Regions from separate parts of the Danio rerio genome. Here region 2 is linked to region 1. Evidence: chromatin contacts called from public HiChIP or PLAC-seq data. All regions are on one chromosome and are shown on one strand. The core of a region is the stretch at or near the end of the contact, and the rest is flanking DNA. Distances in the headings are between cores, read along the strand shown.

Region 1 (4,851 bases), core at 1,219-3,718:
AGACACAACAACAAATGACGTTGTACTGTATTGATCTCTTACTCAATGTAAATGATGAAGTTCTGTGCAGAAACAGCTCAGGTAGCATGAAGAGATCTTTGAATCATCGGCAGCAGAAAGTTTTGGAAAGGTTCAGTGCCAAGACATAAAAGGTCTTTAAAGAGTCTGGACGCTGTTCAGTCTGTAAACGGACGCCAGACTTTTTTTCAACTTAGCACAGTCAGCTTTATTTGACCACCAGGTGGAGACACAGTACACATTTTCCCCAAGCGAGTACAAGCAGCAGTTTCGGCTGTTCCAAATTCTTCCTTTTCTCTTTCTTTTTAAAAGTGTTTTACCCTATATAGGAAAAAAATACGCCTTTCAAATTTTGTTTGACACTTATAATAGTTAATATCAGGATTGAGATTGTGCATACCCTTAATGCGACTTCGAGCGCGCACAATGAGGTGACGGTTTATTGGTTATTTTTTCTCCATCTAAATTATTCTGTTGCACAATTAAATTTGATCGTCTGAATTTAAAACATATATTCCAACTTAGACTAACGTGGACAAATAACGATTACATTGATGTAACAGAACTTTTGGATTTAGTTTTCCTGTGATTTCAAAAGACCAGTCACTAGTTTAAGCGCTTGTTTCTAATCAGACATTCCGCGCGCGCGTGTTTTATCTCTGTCTGATGCTCGGACCCCTGGGTTCCATCAGCGCTCCAGCAGACAGTCAATGCCAATCAGTCTGAAGTGGTTAGCTCTGCAAAAACTCAGTTATATCCGGATGAAATGTTATATTTATTAAAATGTAGTTTTCTGTAAATTTGTTTAAAACTAATTAAAAACTGAGCAAATATTTTAGATCCATTTAGTTTAAAAAAAATGGTTCAGCAGTTTTTCAAAGTGAAGGGGAAAAGCTCAAAGCAAAGGGGGGAAAGAGTTTTACAGCCCAGCGAAGTTCCCGTTTGCTCGTGTCATCCCTCTCAAGCCAGTTATCCTTGGTGAATCCGGGGGTGTCGAGTAAGACTGTAATTAGTCGACCCCTTTCTGTGCAGAGTCCATCGGATTGCCGTGGGAATCCTTTGTGTAATGGCAGACTGGTGCGCGTTTGGTACCGCTCATCTGCCCAGCCAGCGGTGTCGGGAGCGTCCGCACATATTCGGCGCGCACCCCCCATCGCAAGGCGCCCACACACGCACACATAGATGCGCAACTGGCTGCCAAACACAACCCATCCGCTGTGCTTGACACTTTCGGGCAACAGCTGAGCGAGGGGTGCCGTCCAGCACCTGGTTAGTTCACGCGTAAAAGCGATTTCCATGAGAATAAAAGAAAGCGGTGTAAAATGAGGAGACGTTCATAAGTCCAGTATAAAAGCAGGAAGGGGCGAAAAAAATAATGATTAAACATTTTCCAGTCTTATTACAATAACAGCCAAGCAACACAGTCTCATCAGTCCTTGGTAAATACTACAAAAAATTGCATTAAGTTAATCCAGATGTGAGAGAAGTTTCCCATTCATGCAGCTTCATCATCATCGACTTGGGCTTCAGCGCAGAACGCGGCAAATAAGTTTGCCAAACTTTCCTTCTACTTCTCCATCGCTATTTGCAACACATACATATCCTTTCAGAAGACTACTAATCCATTAAGTGGTATTCCAGTATAGAAATGGTCATCCGATTAATATTTTAAGGCACAAAGAACTCTCCAATTCCAGTCAGAAATGTGTTTGCCATTAGATGCCAGCGGAGCGCCTCTCCACGGGCTGAGACACCCCCAGCTGCGCGCCTGCGGCTCCAACTGAGATCCAGCACAACCAGGCTTTAACTTTACGGGATAACGCTGTTCCTTGGATGGGACATAATCCTGCTCGATGCAAAAGTGTCCAGAATAAAAAGAAAAATCTTTTCTTTTTTAGGTAAAAAAACGTACGTGTCCATTGTGAGCATTGATGGGAAAAATACTTGAACATGATTATTTATAAGTAAAAACCTTTTTAACAAGTTATCAAATCGAATGTTTTTATTTATTTATTTATTTATTTGCATGCATGTTTAATTTATCTTTACTGGTCGTTTCAGAGATAGAGAAAACTAATTAATAAAAACCTCAACTGTTAAAAAAAGAAATCAAGAACACATTTAATTAGTCTAATCCTGAGTAAGTGCAATTATGTTCAGAGGTTCAACCGTTTTCGAGGGAACTTTGCATGAACGAAAATACAAAAGAAACTAATTAAACTAATTGAAACATACAATACCTTTTTAATCCCTTTTGGTTGTTCCCTTTGATAAAAAAGAACAGCCAAAATGAATGGCAAAGCTCTTGTAAAATACTCTAATAAGCCCAAGGGTCCTCAGTTGTAAAGCAGTAGTAATCCTTTCCCTTGTGCTGCGCTCCTCCGTCCTGCTCCACGGCCACTCACACAAATGCGCCTCTGCAACAGCAACCTGTAATTGATTCAATGCTACAGTCCATCCTTCCCAGAGAACTAATCATCTGGCTCAAAGTAAATAACTCTCAGGAAACTGCCCCTCCTCTCTCTCCCTCTGCCCCAGGCGTCTTTTCAAAATAAGAGTCCGTGTTTTCACACTGCGGCTCCGAAGAGGAGTCAGATTTCTCCGTGCTCTGCAGTTCTGAAGGAGGTGCATGAAAAGAGGTTGAGCGGGGAAGAAAAGGACCATATGTTTTTGTAAAGTCTAAGAGGGGCCCTTTTGGAATAAAGGGATCTTTTTGCGGGGACAATGAAGTCAAGTGACCCATTAAAAGTGTTTTTATACAGGCTTAGGTAGGAAAGAAATCAAGGAATTGGGAATGCACAATTACATTCGGTAACTAGATTAACCTTGTCATCACGCTCCATTCTTCACGCTCAGCTTTTAGATGATTGTGCTTTTCAGTGCTTCATGCTGCTGCTGCTGCAGTTTTGCGCATTGTTTTGTGGATCTTGATTTAAAATTACTCACACTTGTATTGTGTGGTTTCTGACTTTGGAGTGCACGCAAGATGGCACACTAAATATAGGCTATGTGATGAAATTATGTGATTATGAGATAATAATGGATAGTATGGTTAATAATGCTAATAATTTAGCGTCGAGTACAGTGTGTTTCTGAAATAGCTCATTCAGCAGAAAAAAATTGGGGGTCCATCAAAGGCGCACGCGTATTTACGCAGGGGGCGCTCTAACACAAGAAACACATTTAGTGGTTCTCGTTTTAATCTCTCTCTCTCTCTCTCTCTCTCTCTCTCTCTCTCTCTCTCTAATTTATTACAGCGTAGTTTTGAATAAATAACATCAAAGACATATGCTATATAATTTGTATTCGATATCTGAAAGTTTAGTCAAACTCTTACTAACAACAACATCTTTTTCTGTTTTCTTTCCCTTTGGCTTTTTTTAAGACATGGCAGGCTGCAGATAATGGCTCATTATGAATTAGTACCCTACGCGACGCAGCACACGGTGATTTGCAGCTCTGTGCAGATGAGTGAGCCGGCATGTGGTGAGTGAAGCCCCGGGGCAAGCTTGGCCCCCTCTAGCCCTCGCTGCTCTTCCTGCAGCCTTGCAGCTCACCCTCGCAGAGAAACACACATCTCCAGTTGCTCAGCACAATTATTTCCACATGTTCGTGCCGCCCGGTCGCTCAAAAGAACAGAGTCCCTTGTTCTGGAAACAAAAGACTCTAATCTCTGAGACTAAAACTGAAGCATTCAGAAATAGCGGCGATCGGTGCTTAGTTTGGAATCCGTTAAATGCACTGAAATGAGCAAAAGCAAAAATTTGCTGCCAATAAGCACAATTCCACAGGTATAATTAAACTGCTGTTGTATGTTGTTTTTAGGGTTTCTGCATAACTGTTTCCAAAAGTTATAAGCCAAAAAGATGCTGAGCGAGCTAAAGTATCCAGAAAGGAACTTTTCAATTCACATCTTAAAATGCAATTAATTACTCTAATTAAACTAATTAATTTTAAAAAACTTTAATAGCCCATAATTAAATATGGGCCTTTAGTATTTTTTTTAGTATAAAAGAAATTTCCAGCTTAAACTGTCATAAATTGAACATTTTATTGTTATTATCATTATTATTATTATCATTATCATCATCATCATAATTATTAGCCTATGTAATTGCACACAATCCAATTTTTTTCTCAAGCTTTATATATATATATTAATATATATATATATATATATATATATATATATATATATATATATATATATATATATATATATATATATATATATATATATATATATATATATATATATGGGTAATATGATTTTTCCTTCCAAAGTATGCTTTACTGTAAAGTAAAAATCAAAGCCATAAATATAAAGTTGTGTTTCAAATTAGAGGTTATGTTTTCTTTAGGCGCAGTACTGAACATTACCGCTAGATCAATACATAGTTTCTGATTCGTTTCCAATGCGGTGATTTTTGACAGCGATTCTGAAACTGTTTGGTAAGATACAAGCTGTCAGTTAAAGCAGCTACATCGTCTAACCACTCTTATAAAGTCGTTAACAACATTATAAGTAGCTTGTTATTAGATATAAAATATTTGGTGCTAGTGGTTTATGGAAGCTATTTTTATTTATTTATTTATTTATTTATTTATTTATTTATTTGTTTGTTTGTTTGTTTGTTTGTTTGTTTGTTTGTTTGTTTGTTTGTTTGTTTAAAGCACCAAACCAATATGTTGTTAAGTATTCCACATTCGGTCATGATGTGTCTGTTTGATCGGAACTCAGCTGAGAAGAATGTCCAGTATGCGCGAGCGGGCGGGAGAATGCGAGTCAGCTTCGGGACACCAGTACTTCAGTCGACTCGACCTCCTTTTAGT
Region 2 (4,851 bases), core at 1,567-4,066, 720 kb after region 1:
ACATGCACACAAAAAATCCTTACAACACATGCAAATACAGAAAAAGCATTTGTTTTCTAAGTTTGGTAGTGTTTTTCTATATGCATGTGTTTTCCTGCAGCATGTTTTTAACTTGTATCTAAAAAAATATTAGTTGTTAACACTGTACTTTACTGAGAAAATACTACATTTTGTTTATATTTTAGCTAAAAAACTTTGTTCAGCTATCTGTAATTTAAAAAGTTTGCTAAACTACTGAATAATTGCTTATAACAATGTGCTGTGTAAGTTCTCCAGCCTCTGGCGCCTAGACAGCAGCTCTGCATTTGGACATTTGGCCAGAGGAGAAATGGTCGTGCCCAACTGAACCTGGTTTCTTTCAAGGTTCACTTTCGTCAATTGGTGACGTTTGCTCCTCACCACTGGCTTACTTGGTTTGGGACTTGTGGAGCTGTGCATTATTTGATTTGCTCTTCAGTGTTTGACCTTTCAGCAGTGAAAATTAAACCACTGAACTGAACTAAACTAAACTTCAACTCTGAAAACTGGACTGACACTGTTTCAATTTACTAAAACTTCTATTTTAAGTTGCTTTGACATAATCTACATTATAAAAGCGCTACAGAAATAAAGATGTATTGAATTGAAATTGATGTATATAGTACAGAGAAAAATAAATCTGTAAGATACAATCACCTCATTATTCAAACATAATGAAACATAAATATAATTTGCTCAGACAATAAATCATTTCAAACATAAAAAATATGTCTTGAAAAGGGAGCCAGAGGTTTAAATATCCATTTTGTAATATGCAAACATTGAAGGTTATCAAATATATTTTTGGAAACAAAAAAAGAGAGTGATTAGCTACAATCTTACCATGTGCTCAAAAAAGCAAGACACTGGAAAACAATCGAAAAAAATGTGGCAGCAAAAAAAGCATTGCAAACCTTTATAAATGACAGGATATTACATCAGTGTGGTTTGCTGTTGGTTGACTCTTTTTATTGTGTCAATAAACCCATAATGAGAAATATTAAGAAAGTTATTTTGTAAAAATATTGTGAGGGAACATGATCTGGAAAAAAAAAAACATGATGTGCTTGGATCTAATCAAGAAAAAAGAACGATCAGTTATGATTTTATGAAGATTTTTTTAAACTGCTACTGTTAGCACTACTCACACTGTAAAAATCATATTATCAATTAGTTATGACAGCATATGTTTTTAGTTCATAGTAACTTTTTTTGACTAAATTAATCATGTTCTAACTTAACTGTATAAGTTCAACATAATAGAGAACATTTCGAGGGATGTAAAAAAAAAACAATAGTCACAACGCATTTCCTGTTTTACATTTTTAATTTCCATAGCTTCCGGGAATCCAAAATATAAATGTTGATAAATAATGTTATGATAGCTGTTTTACGTTAAGTAATGATTGAATTGACTCGTTATAATTATGAAATAATTTGATAACTAGTAGGAAATGTTCATGGGCCAATGACATCACCACATTTAAATGGTCTATAAGTTCAATGGACTCAAGGTTAATTTGATTCAGCTCCAAGGCAACCAGGATTTTTTTTTACAGTGCAGTAGCTATGTTTCTATTCACCTGTATTCACATAAAATTATTAAAGAATAAAAACTGCTTAATGGAAATGCCAAGATGTGCATAAATTTTTTAAAAACACATAAAACTACACACAACTGAGTAGGATATACTATTTTGTTCCATAAGAAAAAATGCACAAACTGTGATGAAAACTTATTCTAAAATGCACATTAAAAATCATGTGATTATGGTTTGGTTACTCTTAAGTTACTTTGCAAAATTCTGGTATCAATGTGCTTCAATATTATTACCTCTATTATTTCTTCCATTCGGTATTATTACCAACCTCTATTCTGTATAATTACTAGTCTTGAGATTCCAAAAGCCACCACGCGTTCGTTGTATTTCATCTCTGTCTTTTGATGTGCAAGTAAATTAATAAACAAGGAAAAAAGTCCCACAGTGGCTTCTCCTTCTGCATTAAATTCTGTTTTTCTATTTAATATTTGGCACCATTTATCAGGAAGTGATGGTTATGTCTTTGACTCAGATGGAACAGGAGTTTTATTTTTTAAATAAGCTTAATTCACGTCTTTGGAAGGATTCATAGCTAGAGAAGAATGTACAAATTATAAGTCATTCATTCATTTTCTTGTCGGCTTAGTCCCTTTATTAATCCGGGGTCGCCACAGCGGAATGAACCGCTAACTTATACAGTAGGGAGAACATGCCAACATGCCACAGAAACGTCAACTGAGCTGAGGTTCGAACCAGCGAGCCAGCGACCTTCTTGCTGTGAGGCGACAGCACTACCTACTGCGCCACTGCGTCACCCAAATTATAAGTGTTCAGCTCTATTCTGAACTCAGCTTTTATTTTCCTGTAAATATCGAAGTGTATTGCTGAATGTATTTAAATGTTGAGTTTTGAAGAAGTGCTACTGCAGCTGGCCTATAAAGTCATGTTGCTATAACTCTGTCACAGGCTCCAACTAAAGCCTTATGAATGCAAATGTGAAATCTGTAGCCTTCATTTGGACCCAAATTCAGTTCCCATAAAACTCCTTCTCTTCTCATTTTGTCACCATCCTCAGCACATGATCTGTATTTTTCAGAAATGTAATTGGTAGGGATTTGGAGAGGACTAACAGAGCTTTCCGTGCAAGGATCAAATCAGCCTGTTCAGTAAAAAAGTCTCTTGAGCGCCGTAAAGTATAGAGACTCACACCTGGACGATCCCAGTGCCGCACGGCTCACTAACACACCACTGTTTTTCCCATCATCATAACTCTCCATGTGTTTCTTATAAGGGCCGCGGTGAGGGCCCAGTGCTAACTGCGATCATGTGCAACAACTTGTGTTTGGTCAGTGGCTCTGTGTTGGGTTACCTACCTCAACGTACACCACTCATATGTCCCAAAAAACTGACAGCGGCCTTTTAGAGCTACCCACAATCACCATATGTCTGTTTCTTTTATTTTATTTTACATGTGGCAAACGTAAAGCTGGGTGACGCGATGGCGTAGTAGTTTTGCATCGTCTCTTTCTATGTTGTGTTGTATAATCTGCTTTTGCTGGTGTAAAGCACTTTGGTCAACCGTGGTTGTAAAGTACTATATAAATTAAAGTTGATTGATTGATTGATTGATTGATTGATTGATTGATTGATTGATTGATTGATTGATTGATTGATTGATTGATTGAGTTGGCGCCTCTGTGTGGAGTTTGCATGTTCTCCCTATGTTCGTCTGGGTTTCCTCCGGGTGCTCCATTTTCCCCCACAGTGCAAAGACATAAATTGTGTGTAAAAGAGAGTGTATGGCTGTTTCCCAGTGATGGGTTGCAGCCGAATGGCATCCGCTGCGTAACACACATGCTGGATAAGTTGGCGCTTCATTCCACTGTGGCGACCCCAGATTAATAAAGGGACTAAGCCGAAAAAAATGAATGAATGTTCTCTGGGCCTCCTAGACTTTCTGACAGGGCCCAAGGGAGCTGAAACCCTCTGATCTAAAGCACTACACATGTAGCTTTCTCATTGAAGCTTGTTCTGTCTGAGGCCTCTTAAGGTGCACAGGACATATTTTGGTTAGCCTGTTACGAAACATTACTATTTCACTATTCTGACCCCTTTAACGATGTGTTAAACAACAGGCTTCTGAGAAACATGGCCCCCTTCTCCTGCTTTACTACATGGCATAAAATTTATCCCAATTTTTAAAATGTTTATTTAAGTTTTCCCCAGCTATGCTAAAGTAACATTTTACCTATTTTCCTTTTTGCAGTTTTCCCCACAGTTGAAGCCAAGCTAATCGCATCCCACCGTACCCACTTCTTTTGAGTGAGAAAATGGGGCCTTTGAGGTGTGACAAATGAAAAGAAGAAAAGCCTTATAAACGTCACAGCGCAGTGGCAGATCTCTGTTGTTTTTTCTTACAGACCCTTTTCAAGTTAACAGACACCGTCTTGCAGCCTCAAAGCTTTCCACTTATGAGCAAATGGACAGACATTTCCCAAAAAAAAGGTGAGTAAATGAGGCCGGTGAACACAAGCAGATGTGAAATGACTACAAAATGTGACTGGGGAAATTTGACAATGAGGACCGCAGTCTCACTGAAAATTTTTTTTATACAAGACATTGACCTTTATTTTTAGAGGAAATAAGATAATGTGCTAATGTCTCGGTGGATGGTTTAGCCCATGACATTATTGGACCGGATAGTTGTAATGTCATGGCTAATTGTTCACTGGGACAACTTGTCCTGCATTAATAATGTAAGCTAAGATGTCTTGGCTGATGTTTGATATAACCTCGTGATAGTCAAATCTCCTGCTAGTCATAAAGTGTAGTTCGGTGGTCACTCGGTAGAATTGCGTCAGATGGATTTAACAGGCCAAAGGAGCTTCAGGGACTTTGTTTAGTGTTTTTGTGGGAATATGTATTTATGATTTAGATACACATTACCTCAGTCAGGAAAAGTACGCCAAGATATAGGTAACACTCACATAAATATCTCAAGCTATACTATTACATGGGCCAAAGTCCATTGTACATGATCTGTGATTGTTTATGAGTTTGAAACAGGAGACTTAATTGTCTGTCATTGTATGTTGGTGGATTAGGGGTGGAACACACCCATTTAAGAAAAAGATATTCATTCATTTATTTTATTTTCCGTTTAGTCCCTTTATTCATCAGGGGTCACCACATCAGATAGAAACCCCAACTTATCCAGCATATTTTTTACACAGCCGATGTCCTTCCAGCTGCAATCAATCACTGGCAAACACCCATACACACTCATTCACAC

Evidence for each region. HiChIP or PLAC-seq counts read pairs in DNA pulled down with a chosen protein or histone mark.
Region 2: an H3K4me3 HiChIP or PLAC-seq map of embryo shows a contact between it and region 1, with 13 times the contacts expected there. The contact joins the enhancer-like site here to the promoter of pdgfra in region 1. A contact is called at or near these places in 5 of 18 Hi-C or Micro-C datasets (caudal fin, embryo, fibroblasts and 1 more) and 2 of 4 datasets of contacts at active chromatin or transcription factors (caudal fin and embryo).

Annotation. Positions count from the first base shown.
Region 1 is chr20:25,023,726-25,028,576 of GRCz12tu, forward strand. pdgfra (platelet-derived growth factor receptor, alpha polypeptide) reads right to left here and starts at 2,469. Exons shown (of 29, transcript NM_131459.3): 1 at 2,259-2,469. It overlaps LOC141379564 (a long non-coding RNA gene), which reads left to right and starts at 2,629. Exons shown (of 3, transcript XR_012396420.1): 1 at 2,629-2,829; 2 at 3,404-3,504.
Region 2 is chr20:25,743,800-25,748,650 of GRCz12tu, forward strand. No RefSeq gene overlaps it. Among named protein-coding and RNA genes, the nearest start is that of spata18, 26 kb to the right of the region's middle. Within about 2 kb of position 2,817, at least 5 of the 62 cell types and tissues checked have an H3K27ac peak or open chromatin away from gene starts, as enhancers often do.